2 separate regions of the Mus musculus genome follow, and region 1 is linked to region 2. Evidence: chromatin contacts called from public promoter capture Hi-C data. All regions are on one chromosome and are shown on one strand. The core of a region is the stretch at or near the end of the contact, and the rest is flanking DNA. Distances in the headings are between cores, read along the strand shown.

Region 1 (3,949 bases), core at 1,289-3,788, 1.5 Mb after region 2:
TTTAAAATAATAAAAATGCTGTCTTAAACAGTAAAATGACATTGTACTTAAAGAACTACAGAAGCCCAGTGGGACCTGGAATATGAACCAAAAATGCTTTTTCTCCAAATTTTTTCAAATATCCCCTGAGAGGATAAAATTGCCTCCCAGTGCAAAACTACTACTCCAAAAAGCCCACAAACATGTTTGAATTTCAACACTGCTCCCTCACTCCCTAGGTGACCTTGGAAACGAAATCTAACCCTCCCGGGTACCAGCAAATTTCTCATCTGTAACAGAACCACTGCTTTGGAAACACCAGGAAAAACGAAAGGGTGCACAGAGTACTGACTCAAACAGAATCCGCTCATGTGAGCCGGAGTAGGGCTTCCCAATTGGGAAAAAATCCTGAGGGAGGCTAGAAAAAAGAAATTGCTATTACTAAGAGAACTTCGGGCCTTCAGAGTACTATAGGATAAAATGGAAGTAGTTGGACAGGGGAAATGTAAAAGGATCAGGCTAGAAAAGAGAGACCACCACAAATGTATTTTCCTACTCTCCAACAATAGATGCTCTGATTTTTGCTTGTCTACTTTAACCTTCCAGAAAATAAAACACAAATATCCTTAAATTCCCCCAATGTTCTAAATAAGTAAGCCTCCATGCCATAAATGTTTCAGTACAGCAAAACACTACAAAGCACACGAAGAACCCCAAAAGCAAGAAGACACTGCCATGCACGACATGAAAACACGACACTCGAATGTATTAAGTTACTTGGAGTGCTACACAAGTAGTGATAACTTTGACCTAAGATTATAAAAGACAAAGTAGGGCTGGTGAGATGGCTCAGCGGGTAAAAGCACTGACTGCTCTTCCAAAAGTCCTGAGTTCAAATCCCAGCAACCACATGGTGGCTCACAACCACCCATAATGAGATCTGATGCCCTCTTCTGGTGTGTCTGAAGTCAGCTACAGTGAATTTATGTACAATGATAAATAAATCTTTTTTAAAAAAACCTATTAAGGTTTTAAAAAAATAAAAATAAATAAAAATAAAAGACAAAGTAAAAGCAGGGTACTTAAGTCCCTTAGCTGAGACAGGAGTTGGGAATTTTGCACAGGGGTACAGCTCTTTCTTAGCCAAGCACAAGACCCTAGGTTTGGGCTCCAGCAATGGAAGAAAAAGAACGAAAAGAAAAAGGTAAATAGTCCTTAGTTGAAAGCCCTGGGTTTCCTTCAATTCTAGTTGAGATTTCAGGCAGTGTAGGGATTTTCCATTGCAGTGGTGCTAGCAAGGAAAAAGACAAAACTTGTACCAGCAAAACAAAACAAAAACCAAATTCAGTCTGTTGATTTTATGAGGACGCTGTGAAAAGACTGGTCACGTGCCAATTTGGAAACTTGCAGAAGTTATTCCTCAAAAGAAGTATGATCACGGGATGTGTCATCATTTACAAAACAAAACAGAACCATAATACGTTCACCAACCATTTGGTCAGTACTTAAAAGTCTCCTCTGGTCTTTTCACTAAGATGGAAGGAAGAAAGGAACGCGATTTTGAAACCTCGGCCAAGATCTGATATCTGACGATGTTCCCAACCGCCTACAAGGTCTTTGCCCTGGCTTTATCTTCCAAGCTCTCTCACCTGAGTGGGTCAAAGGGTAGTATGTCAGAGGTCGCCAAACTCAAATAACACAAGCTTGCTTTCCCCAGCATTAGTCAGTCACTGTGGCGCAAGGTTTGGTCTCGAGTATGTGGGTGTCCCCGTGTGGTTAGGGGAAAGACTAATGTGTAAGTGTGTACCCAGGTAATGTCATTGGTCCCGTGAGCATCGTTCCACCATCCTATTCCCAAGTATTTGGGGTATATCTCTTTCCTGAGATGATGTTTTTGGAAGGGATATCTCTTCCTCTCTAGTAAGGCCGATCGGTCGGTCTGCGTGTATGTGTTTGTGTGTGCGCGCGCGCGTGTATGTCCCGAGTGGTTGGGTGTGTGATCTTCTTCCCGTGCTTGAATGTGAAAACCCGTCTTTCTTCCTACTGACGTAGGAATTTTCAGGAGACTTGGGGACAAGCTAACTACCCCTGTTGCCCAGCAATCTACTGACCCGCGCCAATTTGGCTCGCCCGCCGCCCCGGCGGCCCTCCGCTCCAGCAGCTCAGCTCAGGCTACGCGCGCTCTTAACCAGCTCTGGCCGGACCTCAAATGGAAGGATGACCCCCGCTCACCTTGCAGACACACACTGGACGTCCTGGGGGCGGCTCGCCAACACGCCTGGGTGCAACCAGGGCAGGAAGAAGGCCAGAGACTCCGGAACGTCGAGAGCGCTTCCAAGAGGGAGCGACTGGGGCAGAAGAACCAATATGGCGGGCGGCCGGGGCGGGGCCAAGACGGAGGGGCGAGGCCTTGACAGTGGGGCGACGGGGCGGGGCCTGAGGCAGTGAGGCAGGGTCTGGAGTGGTAAAACCAGACCCGGGTCAGGGGCGGGACCTAAGTCTTTAGGGCGGGGCCAGGAGCTGCGGGGAGGGGCCTGTGGCGGTAGCACCAGGCCAGGAGCTGTAGGTCGGGGTCTTTCCTGTGGGCGTGGCCTGCGGCTGCGAGCCCAACCGCTAAGGCTAAGATCCTAGTCTGGATCACAGGAATTAGGCCCAAGGAAGACTGAGCCAGGAAGTCTGGAATCTGCTCTTCCCACAGACTGCTTTGCAAGATCGCAGTTTTTCTTTGTACTAGCTGCTGCTCTGGTCTTCCCACCTGCGTTTCTTCTAACAGTGGTCACAAAATAATAATTTATTCTTAAAGTTTAAAGTAGAGAACATATGAGTACTATGACGTAGCAGTATTGCACCATTTAAAAAAAAAAAAGCAGGCGGTGGTGGCTCACGCCTTTAATCCCAGCACTTGGGAGGCAGAGGCAGGCAAATTTCTGAGTTTGAAGCCAGTCTGGTCTACAGAGTGAGTTCCAGGATAGCCAGGGCTACACAGAGAAACCCTGTGTCGAAAAACAAACAAAACAATAATAATAATGGCAAAATATAGGGTCAGAGGTGTTTGTATTCCTTTGATTTATATGAGGAATTGAGTACATAGGTGGTAAAAATAAAAGTCCCTGGAAGAAAGATTCTTAGCTCCCCATAAACATATAGATTATGTTTAGTTTCTAAGAGAAGACATTCACTTTCGTGATCCACAACAATTTACATAATGTCTGCCTCTTTGTGGAGCCATTTTCAAGTAATAACCTTTCATCAGGCGCCAGAAAGATTACAGTTAGCAAAGTTTCTCACAAGTATGATTTTAGAATAATTATGAAAATAAGGCTCATAATAAATACTGAGTTCCAGTTTGAATTTCAATGATTTTTTTTCTTATAAAAAGGAATCTATTTTTATGTGTGCAGAATATTTCCCCCACGGACATCTGAGTAAAGGTTTATCGATATACAAATCTGTTGCATATGGAAAAGTGAGCTGGGATACAAGTCAAGGTCGAGTGCTTGTCCACCATACATGAAATCATGGTTCCAACCCCGACATCACAGAAGCCTAGCATTCTAGAAGCAGAGACAGGAGCTCAAGATCCTCATGGCACATAGGGAGTTGGTACATAGGCTATATGAGACCTTCTCTAAGGGAAAAATGACTATGCTTTTCACATACAAGGAAAAACAGAATGAAATAGTACACAATTTATCCATTAACTGACATTTAAATCATCGAAATGTTGATATTTTCTCTAACCCATTATCAATGTGAAATCTCAGTAATGTATATATTTTATAAGTAATCTATTAGTAATTATATTATTAAATAATCATATGTTGAAAAGTTACATATAAAAAATGATTTCTCAAACCAGGTGTGGTGGTGTCTTTTTACCGGGCACTCAGAAGGCAGAGGCAGGCAGATATCTGTGAGTTCAAGGTCAGCCTGATCTACAAAGTGAGTTTCAGGACAGCCAGGACTGTTA
Region 2 (3,963 bases), core at 199-2,698:
TTTAGAAGTACTTCTTTACTGTAACCAGAGATGATAATAGACATGAATAAGATCTCTGTGCTAAAAGTTAATAGAGTGCTTTTGCAACTCTCTGGTACAAAGTTTGGTACATGAAGAAAATTGGCCAGGAGGCATGAAAAGATTTACGGGCCAGGCTACTTGGAATGGACTTAGTTATTTGTTCTAGGTCATGAACTGATATATAGCACAGAACAGTATAAAGGTGTATGACTCTTCTGCCAAGCACTACAATCAAAATACAACAGTTTAGTTCTTTCCATGGTAACCAATGACTGAGGCAAAATCTAAATTGACCACCTACTGGATTTAGTTCCACACTTGATGGTCTGATACACGTTTCTTCACTTAATTCTTAACCTTACTTGCATTTCATAGATATGGAAACAGGAACTCGGAACATGGAAGTAAGCTATTTTGTGGAAGGGGGCTACATTAGTATCAATCAAGGCAACTTATTCCAAATGTTTAAAAACAATGTACAAGCACTAAGTCAGCAGATTAAGTACTTGACAAGATTCTATGACAGTGACCAGATTATTCAACCAATAAACCAGTTCTGCACTTACAGAAACTTTTAAGTACAGTGTGGAGCGAGAACTTGTGCGTAGCACTTTTGGTTTTAAGAAGCGGAATTAAGCAAAATAAAAGGAACTGGATTACCAAATTATGTACAAACTATATGGCAACAGTACAATGGCAGTTTCCAGGTTCGTTTTCTGGTGAAAGGCCAGCGAAGGAGCCATGAACTGAACAGTGTCACCTATGTCATTGGCCAATATGTTCATAGCCTGTGAGGCCCATGGATATAAGGAGATGCTAGGCATTTTGATTTCTAACTTTCACTAACCGTTTAAAGGAAGCCCACCATCTGCCCAAGTAAAGCAGCGCACACAGTATGGCAAAACCTTTGAAACATGTACAGCATCTTTCCAGTGAAGGTTGGAAAGGTCTCTTAACATCTCCCGTCAAAACACCCACAAACACACCAGTAAAAGTTGGATATGCTCACTGCACACCCCACTTTAAGTCACAGAAAGCATGCTTACCTGTCACATACTCAGCTTCGAATCTCCGCCGGGTCTCTGAGATTAGCTTGGCTTTATTCTGAGCGTTATTCTGGATAGGAGACACAACAAAACCTTAAGATGCTCTCGGTCCTTACCCAGATCACTCCCAACACAGCTCACCTGCACCGGAGCGCACGGGCCCTGGGCCTGGAAGCTGTCTTCCAGGCTCACGGCCCAGGCAGCGATGAGGTGCTGCTCACCTCGGCCATGGTCACAGTCGCGGAACCTATTGTGGTTGTACCCGTCGCTCCTTCCACAGCCTGCAGCCAAGTGTCTCATCACCAGCCAGCCCAGCCCAAAGGTAGATCAAGAAGGGAGGGAGGGGGGGAGGGGGTCGCGTGACACCGGAACGTAGAAGGAAGTGCCTCCACACTGTCCAATCCCATAGTGTTGTCCGGGGTAGAGGCGGGAATAAGTGCTCTGCTGGGCTCCCACTTGCTTCTCTAAAGGAGAAACCCCGCCTTCCGACGACCTCCTGGCACCGGTGTCCCGCCCCAAGTAGCCTGGAGCACTCTGATGCTTTTCCCTGAAGCTCAGCCCCTACAGCTCAGCTGGCCATTTGCTTCCAGCCCTCGGAGGCTCCGCCCCTCCCAGGTCCCCTCTGGCTACCACCTCCTGCAGGCTTTGCCGCCTGAGTTGTTCAGGCAACTATTGGGCCGGTTGTCCCAGCGTGCAATGCGCGGGCGGGAGGTTTGGAGTCCTTTGGTGCAACTGGAACGTGGCAATTTGGCAGCCTTGGAGAACTGGTTTTGGTTTGGTTTGGTTTTCTCCTGACCGCTCGCAGATAACTTGCATTGTGAGTATTCGCTATATTCGGCGATTATTTCTGTTAAGGTTCTTTTCTTTTGGCTGTGGTGTCTGGCTTTATAGTGCTGGCAACTTGGTCTGTAGCCTAGGTTGGCCTCCCTTCTCAGACATGAGTTTTCTGTGTCAGTCTCTCTGATCCTGGTTACAGGTATAACCACCACAGTTGTGGACTGGGAGACGCTCACAAGGCAACCGTCTTTGAACTCTGAGTTAAGTGGTTATAGAAAGTTAAAAGGAAAGATGTTATTTTGAGTTACTTGTTCTTAACGAGGTGGGGGTAGACTCTTGTTCCTGCCATGTAAGTGACATTTGTGGGTGTCACCGCTCTAGAATGGGAGTGTAGCTGATTTCTAATGGGGAGAAGCCAACGATGCTGCCAAGCTTGCAGGACAGGTCGCAATACTTATCCAGGGTGAAATGCAAACATTGCCGAGACTGGTGAAAGCTTAGATTTATAAAGTACTACAACAAACTATTAGCTTTGGTGGCTTAGTTGAACATAACAATGCTGCCTTTCTTAAAAACTGACCAACACTGAAGACTACTTGTACTGGCAATTAGAGAAAACGTTTTCCCAGGCACTGGGGATGTCGATCACAGGTCCAGCACATGCTGGAGACCTCAAGTTCCAGCCTCAGCAGCCCTGCCCCTCTGCCAAAAAGGACAACCCACGTTTTACCTAGTCTGTAGCTGGTTGACCTTAAAAAGGCAGTTAACATCTTTTCCCAAAGCGTTTTCAATATTTGTTTTTATGGGAAAATTTGAACACATTGTTTAAAGTTTGTTTGAAAACTTTCATAAAAATATTTGAGTAACTCCGAGCTCCCCTAGACTCCCACTTCCCTACTTTGATACCCATATTCTTTACTAAAAGTCAACCATCATGGTAAGGATTACATTCCTTTTAACTGTAGTGTGATATTCCATCTGTTTATTTTCTTAATGGTAATCATTCAAGTTCTTAATTTTTATGTTGCAAATAGGAGTGCAGTATATATTTCCCGGTTGTAGTATTGTTTCATATGGGGTCAGGTTGGAAATGCAGTTGCCAAAGAAACACAGTTCAGTTCATTGCTGGGTTAAAATCTGTAGTCATCTGTTTCATAAATTACTTGTTCATTATACCCATGTGTGTGTGTGGGGGGTGCTCGAGTGTGTGTGTGCGTGCTCTCGCGGGCGTGGTACACAGATGAATGTCACAGGATAGTTTTCTGGAGTTGTTCTTACCTTCTACTCTGCTGAGGCAGTCTTTCTAGTTTCTGCTGCTGCTTTGCATATTGCAGCTTTATAATTCCTGTGGGCTTTCAGGAGGGTCTCCCATCTCAAGAAAGGAATGCACTGATTGCAGGGCACATCACTGTATCAGGGTTGTTTTCTTTTTTCGTTTGTTTGTTTGTTTGTTTGTTTGTTTTTTTCCCTAGTGAACTCTGCTCCTCCCACTTGTTCAGGCATTCACAGCTAAGCACTTTTCCCCAGTTCTCTGACAGAAGGTACTTTAAAGAGAACATCTAAGATCTATTAGCTAGCTTGTGATAAATAAGTTTCTAACAACATTTGTTTTGTTCTGTATCTGTTCTCTTCAGTCTCTCTCTCTCTCTCTTTTTTTTTTCTTTAGGATTAAAGGCCTCAACTGGAATCCATTTGCAGTTGGAACTGGATCAACACAGAGACTTGATGCATTAGAGTGGCCGGCAAACAAGCAATGCCATTTAATGAGCAAGCAAAGTTCTTGTGCTATCATGGGGAAATCCTTGTCTTTCAGTTGTCCAGAGGAGAGCGTGCAGATTTAGAAATGCCTACAGATCCACTGGTCTTAGGTGTCAAAAGGATGATGTTTGACAGAGAAACTAGTACATTCCTTCTGATATCCACTGTTTTTTTAAACATCAACGAAAAAGATTCTCATTTAAAAATTCTGTGTTGTAACTGTGTGTCCGATTTGAGAACTAGAATTAACCTTCCTTGCGTTTTGATACAATGTAGAAAGTACAATAGTGAAGCTTTCAAATATTGTATCCTGCTTCTTCACAATCTCAACAGAGTGGAGAGACTTTTGAGTTTTGAACTA

The links. Promoter capture Hi-C pulls out the DNA fragments that hold promoters and counts their contacts.
Region 1: a contact with region 2 is called in a promoter capture Hi-C map of liver, with 4 times the contacts expected there. The contact joins the promoter of Rab9 here to the promoter of Mospd2 in region 2. A contact is called at or near these places in 7 of 39 promoter capture datasets (the C10 cell line, the HPC-7 cell line, HPC-7-derived erythroid cells and 4 more), 1 of 115 datasets of contacts at active chromatin or transcription factors (astrocytes) and 1 of 9 other capture datasets (liver).

The regions. Positions count from the first base shown.
Region 1 is chrX:166,477,329-166,481,277 of GRCm38.p6, forward strand. Rab9 (RAB9, member RAS oncogene family) reads right to left here and starts at 2,539. Exons shown (of 3, transcript NM_019773.2): 1 at 2,212-2,539.
Region 2 is chrX:164,978,927-164,982,889 of GRCm38.p6, forward strand. Mospd2 (motile sperm domain containing 2) reads right to left here and starts at 1,449. Exons shown (of 15, transcript NM_029730.4): 1 at 1,289-1,449; 2 at 1,068-1,137. The coding sequence starts at 1,297. It overlaps Fancb (Fanconi anemia, complementation group B), which reads left to right and starts at 1,666. Exons shown (of 9, transcript NM_001146081.1): 1 at 1,666-1,884; 2 at 3,511-3,963. The coding sequence starts at 3,598.